2 separate regions of the Mus musculus genome follow, and region 1 is linked to region 2. Evidence: chromatin contacts called from public promoter capture Hi-C data. All regions are on one chromosome and are shown on one strand. The core of a region is the stretch at or near the end of the contact, and the rest is flanking DNA. Distances in the headings are between cores, read along the strand shown.

Region 1 (4,124 bases), core at 588-3,087, 500 kb before region 2:
TTGAACTTTTGACACAATCATGATTATATCTGATTCTCTCTAATTGAGTGAGGAATGAGAGGAAAGTCTCTTCCCTTCTATATTAGCTTGTAGTTTTTCTATTTGAAAAGGGATCTTTAAAGTTTACTCAGCTGGATATAATTTCTCTTCTTGTACAAGTGCTACACTGGAGTTCTGACAAGGTCTAGCAGGAAACTCTGGGCTTAGGGTGTGACGGACTAATGACGGGAGAGCCTTTGCCCAGTAGAGGCTCTCTAGCACTGTAAGAACAAACAATCAGATTATTATTTTCCCATTACACTTAGAATACTGAGCTTGACTGCAGGTGTCTGTCAATGTTTTTCCTAATTAATTTCAGGAGCAGCTAGCAAGGCCAGCATTAGATATAAGGCTCAGAACTGTCACCCTCAGCTACAGAAGTGTGAGACCTGCCTGTACTATATATATGTCTCAAGAATCAAGTTTTCTTGAGGCTTAGCATTTAGAAGCACTGGCTACTCTTCCAGAGGACCCGGGTTTGATCCCCAGCGCCCACGTGGTGGCTCACAGCTTTCTGTAAATTCAGCTTCAGAGGACCCAAAGTTCTCTTCTGACCCCTGTGGACAATAACCCACACATGGTACACAACACACACACACACACACCACTCATACACATGAGTCTAAAAAAGAAGTTATCTTGATCATTAAAGATCACTTCAACTTACCTGATCAAAAGAAAAAAAAAACTGTCTTGTTTTTGTTTGAACTACTGAGCTCCTACTATTTGATTGCAAGCTCTTGTTTGGCTACTTCCAATTTCTTCTTTTCTTTTCTTTCTTTTTTTTTTTTTTTTTTTAAGATTTACTTTTTTTTTTTTCCTTCTTTTCAGGACAGGGTTTCTCTGTATAGCTCTGGCTGTCCTGGAACTCACTTTGTAGACCAGGCTGTCCTCGAACTCAGAAACCCGCCTGCCTCTGCCTCCCAAGTGCTGGGATTATTATATGTAAGTACACTGTAGCTATCTTCAGACACTCCAGAAGAGGGCATCAGATTTCCTTATAGATGGTTATGAGCCACCATGTGGTTGCTGGGATTTGAACTCAGGACCTTCCGAAGAGCAATCAGCACTCTAAACTGCTGAGCCATCTTGCCAGCCCTCCAATTTCTTTAATGCTTATAAAAAGAGCCTGTAGCTGGATATTCCCCCTACCTTCCAACGTTGGCAGACTATTATTTACCAAGCATCCATAAGACAACTGTGCTAAATATGAAATCATTGTTTAGAACAATGAATAAAATGCAGAACAATCCCTCTTGACGCTCATGAAACACCAAGGAAAATAGAAATGATATAAAAATCTGAATTTGTGTGGTTAAAACACCACAAATAGGACTTGGAGTAGTTTAGTTCATCAATGGAGCCTTGCAGAATATATGAAAAGCCCTGGGATCTCATAATCCCTCCCCCCCCCCCCCGCAATGCCTTTACAGCCTCCCCCACTACATCAAACCAACCATACACAAAAGCAGGAAACTGAGCTATCTGACCAGGACAATGACACTGTGACAGGGACTCACTCTATCTAGAGCCCAGGCTGGCCATGTGATCTCCCCTCAGAGCTCTCAATGATGGAATTTTTTTTCTTTTTAAAGATTTTTCTCTTTCATAAGTGTGTGTGTGTGTGTGTGTGTGTGTGTTTGAGAGTACATGTGCCCAAAGGACAGGGGCACTGCATCCCTGATGCTGCAGTCACGGGCAGTTAGCTGTGAGCTGCAAATGTGGGTACTGAGACCCAAACGGCAGTCTTCTGAATGAGCACGTGTGCTCCAGATTACAGGGGTGACTCATGACTCTCTCTGGATGATAAAGTGTCTCTAAGGGAAAGCTGAAAGGCCCAGGGTAGCCATGAACTAGAACAACTCTGTTGTAGGAAGTGAGATGAAGACACCTCAGCAGGAACAGGCAGGAAAGCCACTCAGTGAACACTGCGAGGCACAGGGAACTAGATATAAGTTCTAACACTTCAAAGAGCTACACAAAATTATTTTGAATGTTTTTAATCAGAAAAAAATAATGTATGTTTCAGATCTATTTAGACTTTATTTTAACATATAACCAAACATTTATAGTTGATATCATTACGTAAACATTTTTGTTGTTCTGAGACACATGTCCCCTGCATAGTCAGGGCTAGCCTCAAACCACTCTGTATCCCTGGGATAGCCCTGAACTCTGATATTCCTGCAGCAGACTCCTTGAGAACTAAGCTTACAGGAACACACATTTCACCTAACCATGTGCAATTTTTAAGTGCCACGTAAAACAAAACAAACAAAAAAAAACCAACAAAAAGATGGTCTGAAAAGATGGTTCATCAGGTAGGGACAGCTGCTGCCAGCAAACCTGATGGCCTGATAATGATTCCTAGGGCCCACATGATGGAGGAGAGAACTGATTCCCACAAGCTGTGGTCTCATCTCCATATCTGTACCCTGTCACAAGTGAGCACACAAGTGCATGTGTACTGCATGTGCACACACTGAGTAAATAAAAATGTAATTTACTGAGACAAGTTCTTTCACTGAGGCCTAGGGATTTTGACTGGCTAGACTGGGGCCAGAAAACCTCCAGGATCTGCCTGTTTCTATCCAGTCTGGCTGGGGTTACAGACTGTGCCACCACGGCCAGCTCTTACATAGGTGCTGGGATCTGAGCTCAGGTTCTCACACTCTCCAGCAAGCACTTTATCCACAGAGCCATCTCCTCGGTCCCAATGTGTCTTTGAATAGAATATTTGTAGGAAGAGATGACGTAGCTCAGGGGTTAGGAGGAGGGTCTGGAGGGACAAGGGGAAGGTTTCCTGTGAATCTTTGTTATTTGCTTTCTTGTACATTTTAAAAGACTGTAAATGGGAACAGACAACAAACCAAACCAAAACTACAGAATAATCAATTCCCTGTATGTTGTTTCCCTCTATTTTCTCTAAGTTAGCAACATATTTTATAACTCTTTTGCTATAACCTAAAAGACAGTGACTCCCATGTTGTAAGAGTTGGCCTTTGAGACTGTGTAAGGGGAAGAGGGAAGAGACCATTGGAGTTCACGTGCTGAGAGAGGCTTACTAAAGTAGCAAAGCTGGTAACTTGTAGCTGCGCCTTCATTCTTCCTTTACGGACAGAGGTTCAGTGTATCACATCAGGGCACTGAGTTATGATAGACAGGAAAAAATGTGTTTGCTTGCCACTGCTGCAGTCAGTTCCAAGTAGCCCCATAACCCCACATCTGTGATTAACACAAAAACCACACTCTTATAATATTTCTGTGTTTTTTTTTAAAAGAAACCAAAAGTACAGAATATATACTATGTATATGTATTAAAATACTTAAGAATTTGGGTCCAGAGCCGGGCGTAGTGGCGCACACCTTTAATCCCAGCACTCAGGAGGCAGAGGCAGGGGGATTTCTGAGTTCGAGGCCAGCCTGGTCTACAAAATGAGTTCCAGGACAGCCAGAGCTATACAGAGAAACCCTGTCTCAAAAAAAAAAAACAAAAAAAAAAAAAAACAAAAAAAACCCAACCCCCCCCCCAAAAAAAAAAAAAGATTGTGGGTCCAGAGCAATGTGTTGGTGGTTAAAGAGCCCAGGCCACTAGCCATGTTAGAGTCCCAGTACCAACACAGAAAACCACAACTGTCAGTAACTAGTTCCAAGGGATCCGTTATGTTCTGGCCTCCACAGGCACCACATGCAGTCATACAATAGGCTTAACACTCATAATCATGAAAGTAAAAATAATGGTTTGAAAAAATTAAGTATAGGGGTATGGGTTTGGTGATTTATGCCTGTAACCCCAGCACTCAGAGGCTGGAATAATGGGTTATAGGCAAACCTGGGCTACAAAATGAGTTTGAACTATACCCTCAGACCTTTATACTAGTTTATAAGATTAAAAACCTTATTTTGGATGGGCAGCGAGGTCACAGGCCTCTTTATTCTCAGCACTCAAGAAGCAGAGGCAGATAGATCTCTGAGTTCAAGGCCAGCCTGGTGTGCAAAGTAAGTTCCAGGATAACCAGGACTACACAGAGAAACCCTGTTTTGAAAAACAAAACAAAAATTTTTTCGAGACAGGGTTTCTCTGT
Region 2 (3,795 bases), core at 221-2,720:
TCTCACATGCTGGGATTATAGGTCCAAGCCATGTCTGTTTTACAGGTTTGTAAGCTCATGTTTCAGTGGAGATGAGACTTTTAGACTTAGAAGCCAGCTACTGCAACGTTTGGGAAGGCTCACTGTGGACCGCAAATCTGGGGTGAGAAGAAGATGTAAAGCTGAATTTCTATTGGCTATCGATATACTCATTTTTCACCCACCATCATTCAGAAAGATGTTGAGGTTGAGTTAATATCAGATTACCAGTCATTTAATAACAAAACATTTGGAGAAGTCTGACTCTCCATGAAGGGTCAGATAGACACCTGTATTTATAAACAGCCACCAAGAGACCCAAATGGACTTGTATTTTATCATATCTCACAAACTATGAGATCAAAATGCTAGTTATGCTTTCTATACAACAGGCAATGTCCTTTTGCACAGTTGAGTCTGGTGACACACAAATGGGACTTCATAGGATAGATCCTGTTCCCAGTGAAAAATAATATTTAGTTTGGGATCCTAAACTTCATCAATGATTGAGTTTTCTTTGTCTGTGATGTGGGAAATCTTGTTAAGCACTTGGAAAACCTTTACTCAGTGTTCCAGGTGTCATTTCTCATCAAAGGTATTAACTGTGCAAAATAGATACAATTTAGTTATTCTTTACAAGACCCTTGGCACCATGGAATACGGCATTTTCCCAGTGTTGACAACACTTGCTGATAATCCCTATGTTTATATACCGTAGTGTAAATTTAGAGCTTATGCCTCGCTTGTATTTCACAAGTGTTACCCAATGATCCAGTGTAGACGCAAACAGAGTTTGAATTAGAAACATATACACAGGACTCTTTTTTTTTTCTTCCCCTGTTGGGTTGTAGTGATTCAGTAAGAACACACAGCGACTAGCCATAGCAACCCAAGACTTAAATCGCTCCTTCCTGATCTCACCTTGGGTCCCTAGTTGCTCTGTTGTGAGCTCGCTCTACAAACGGTTGAGTGCTGCCCAAATGCAAGGAGTTAATGATATCCAACAGGTTAACATTCACTGCTACATTCACAGCTCTTCACATTTATTTTGCTACGGCCCACGATTCAGCTATTCACACACAGGGATAGCACTCTCTGCCTGAAGCATAAGAGATGAGATGCTAAGGAACCGTTCCAGGTGGACGTTGACGTCTATAATCAATAACCGACTCTTTCCCAAAACACTACATTGTTCCTCTGCCAGTTGTTTAACAGTCTTGGAGATCCTACGGGGAGAAACAAACATGGTTGAACATATTGCTAATGTAAAAGAAGACTCCCCTCCACCCATTCTTGCCTTTCCCCTGTGGGTATGCTCCTGCCCGCGCTCCCGCACGGGCCCTCGCCACGCCTCGACGCTGCTACGCGTGCGTGGCTAGAGGGATTGGCGCAGGCTCAGTGGCGGAGAGTGGAGCAGGGCCGCCCCGCCCCGCCCCGCCCCGCCCCGCCCCTCCTCCTGGTCCCTGCTGCCCTGCGAGAGCGGGAAGGCCGTCACACTCCGCCGGGGTCTAAGTGTCTAGCGCTTGTCACAGGTGTTTTGAGTCGAGCCCGGATTCCCCAACCAGCACCTACTCCAGCGCATCCCGCTTCGCTCTGCGGCGTCCTGGATCTGTAGGCTGACCGCTCGGCCTGCAGCGAAAGGTGGTTTGTGTACGGTTACCATGGAGATGCTAGCCAGCAGGGCAAAGGCGGTGCGCGGGAGGGCGGGAGGGCGAGGTGAGGATGCTGAGGCGCTCGGCCCTAACCTGGACCGGTGAAGGAGCGGGCTTTTCCGGGAGTGGGAGAGCAGCTGTGCGTGCGGGAGGTGAGGAGTCCCCTGCAGGTTCACCAGGGACCCCTCCTGCAGTCTCTCTTCTGTTCCCAGATAGGGTCGAGGGGTGCTGCTGCATACTCTCGGGGTCTGCACAGGAGTCAGCTTCTGTAACTGTGAGCATTTAGTCAGTTGCCTGGTATTTAACAGGAGTAACCAGTAACACTGGTTGAATGAGAGAGTGATAGACTAAGGGACTCTGTGGAGGCAGGCCACAAGAACAAACTAGGATTTTCCTAGGTAACAAATGACTCCTCAATAAAGTGTATGTGGAACAATATTAATTACACCGTATGTATACAGAATGCCCCTTACAACCCATGCCACAAGTATTACCGCAGGTTCTTCCATCCCGACATCATATTCTTTTCGTTTGGTAGAAAATAAGTCACACTATATGTATCCCATTTTTGTAAATCCCTAAGGTTTTGACTAGCAGTTTGCATAGATTTGGGATAACTGACATTCAGATAAAAACGCTGGGTTTTTTTGTTTGTTTGTTTTTATTTTGTTTTTAAATCAAGGATGGTATTCTCTAGTTGAAAATTTAAATTTATGATATGCATGAAAACATTGGACAGATAGTCTCTTTTGTGACTTCTCTTGTTGGTGAGTATTTTCATTCTAGGAAGATCTTTCTTGACCAGCCAGCACTTGGACAGTACTTCTTAGTATTGTAAGAGCTAGCTAGCATCGTGCTAAAGCATTTGGACATTTCATGCAATGCTGAAAGCTGCCCTGAGAGTTGGTCATTATCCATGCTTTTTTAACAGAAGAGAACTCGGGTATAGAGATGTCTAATGCCCTTCAAGGTCACAGAGCTGCAGATCCTCGGGGGACTTAACACTTGCTCTGACATCTAAGCACTTTTCTTGCACCTGTTTGGATGCTCATTTAATGCCAAAGTAATTCAGTCATGGAAAGAGCCCTGAGTGTTTGATTTGCTGGGGAAAGAGGGTGCACCAGCAAACCCTATGTCGGCAATGTTGATGGGCAATGTTGTCTTTAACATGAAGGAGGTGGCTCTGGTGGCTGTTGGTAGCAAACAGTAGAGATAGGGGTTTTTAAAGATATATTTATTCTTGTTTTATGTGTATGAATGTTTGCCTGTGTGTATGTGTGTGTACAGTGTGCCTGTAATGCCCTCTGAGGCCAGAAGAAGAAAGTAACACATGCAAATAACACGTGGGTCTGGAGAGATGACTCAGTGGTTAGGACCACTGGCTGCTCTTCTAGAGGACCAGGGTTTGATTCCCAGAACCTACACAGTGGCTCACAAGTCCAGTCCCAGCGAATGCAGTATTGTCTTCTGGCCTTGGCAGGCACTGCATGCTTGTGGTGCATTGACATATCCACAGGCAAAACACCCATACACATTAAAACAGCAACAACAAACCCGTTTGGGTGTTCCCCATCGTCCTGCAGATGATGTTCATCCTGTAGTGGTCGCATCTGATACCACAGACCAAACAGTGAGATGCAAGCGACAACTTAGCCTCCCTCTTCTTTCCAGAGTTCACAACTCTTCTGGTTTCTTCTGAAAGGGCTCCTGGCCTCCCTCTGACCCCTGTGGATCTGTCCATTCTGTGTTGTCTCTGACTGTCCCCTCTGTTCTTGGTGCCCGTCACCCTTGATGTCACTGTCTCTCCGGAGTCATTTGTCCAGTCCCACACGTTTGAGCAACAGGGAAGGGAGAGGCGGCTATATTTGAATTCCTGTTGCCACAGGGCTTCACAGATCAGATGCTGTCAGAAATAAACTGCAATGTACCTTTATAATCGACTACAGCACATATCTCCAATTAAAGACACCACATAGCCTTCATCCGGGAATTTCTCAGCTCAGGTGTATTTAGCCTTCGGTTGTGCCCCTATGGAGGGCTGGGATTCAGAGTCCGAGGGTAGGAAATAGCACTGGCAGTGTGAGCAGTTAGTTCTAACACTGTGGACAGAGTTAAGACAGAGGCC

Evidence for each region. Promoter capture Hi-C pulls out the DNA fragments that hold promoters and counts their contacts.
Region 1: a contact with region 2 is called in a promoter capture Hi-C map of liver, with 2.1 times the contacts expected there. The contact joins the enhancer-like site here to the promoter of Armc2 in region 2. A contact is called at or near these places in 6 of 39 promoter capture datasets (the C10 cell line, embryonic stem cells, hematopoietic stem and progenitor cells and 3 more) and 1 of 115 datasets of contacts at active chromatin or transcription factors (bone marrow-derived macrophages).

Annotation. Positions count from the first base shown.
Region 1 is chr10:42,519,209-42,523,332 of GRCm38.p6, reverse strand. The region is part of intron 1 of Snx3 (sorting nexin 3); the gene reads right to left. Among named protein-coding and RNA genes, the nearest start is that of Snx3, 19 kb to the right of the region's middle. Within about 2 kb of position 1,837, at least 36 of the 459 cell types and tissues checked have an H3K27ac peak or open chromatin away from gene starts, as enhancers often do. A contact at or near this core is called in liver, where this site is marked.
Region 2 is chr10:42,016,057-42,019,851 of GRCm38.p6, reverse strand. It overlaps Armc2 (armadillo repeat containing 2), which reads left to right and starts at 1,470. Exons shown (of 18, transcript NM_001034858.3): 1 at 1,470-1,659. It overlaps 1700016J18Rik (a long non-coding RNA gene), which reads right to left and starts at 1,698. Exons shown (of 3, transcript XR_871596.3): 1 at 1,591-1,698; 2 at 940-1,244.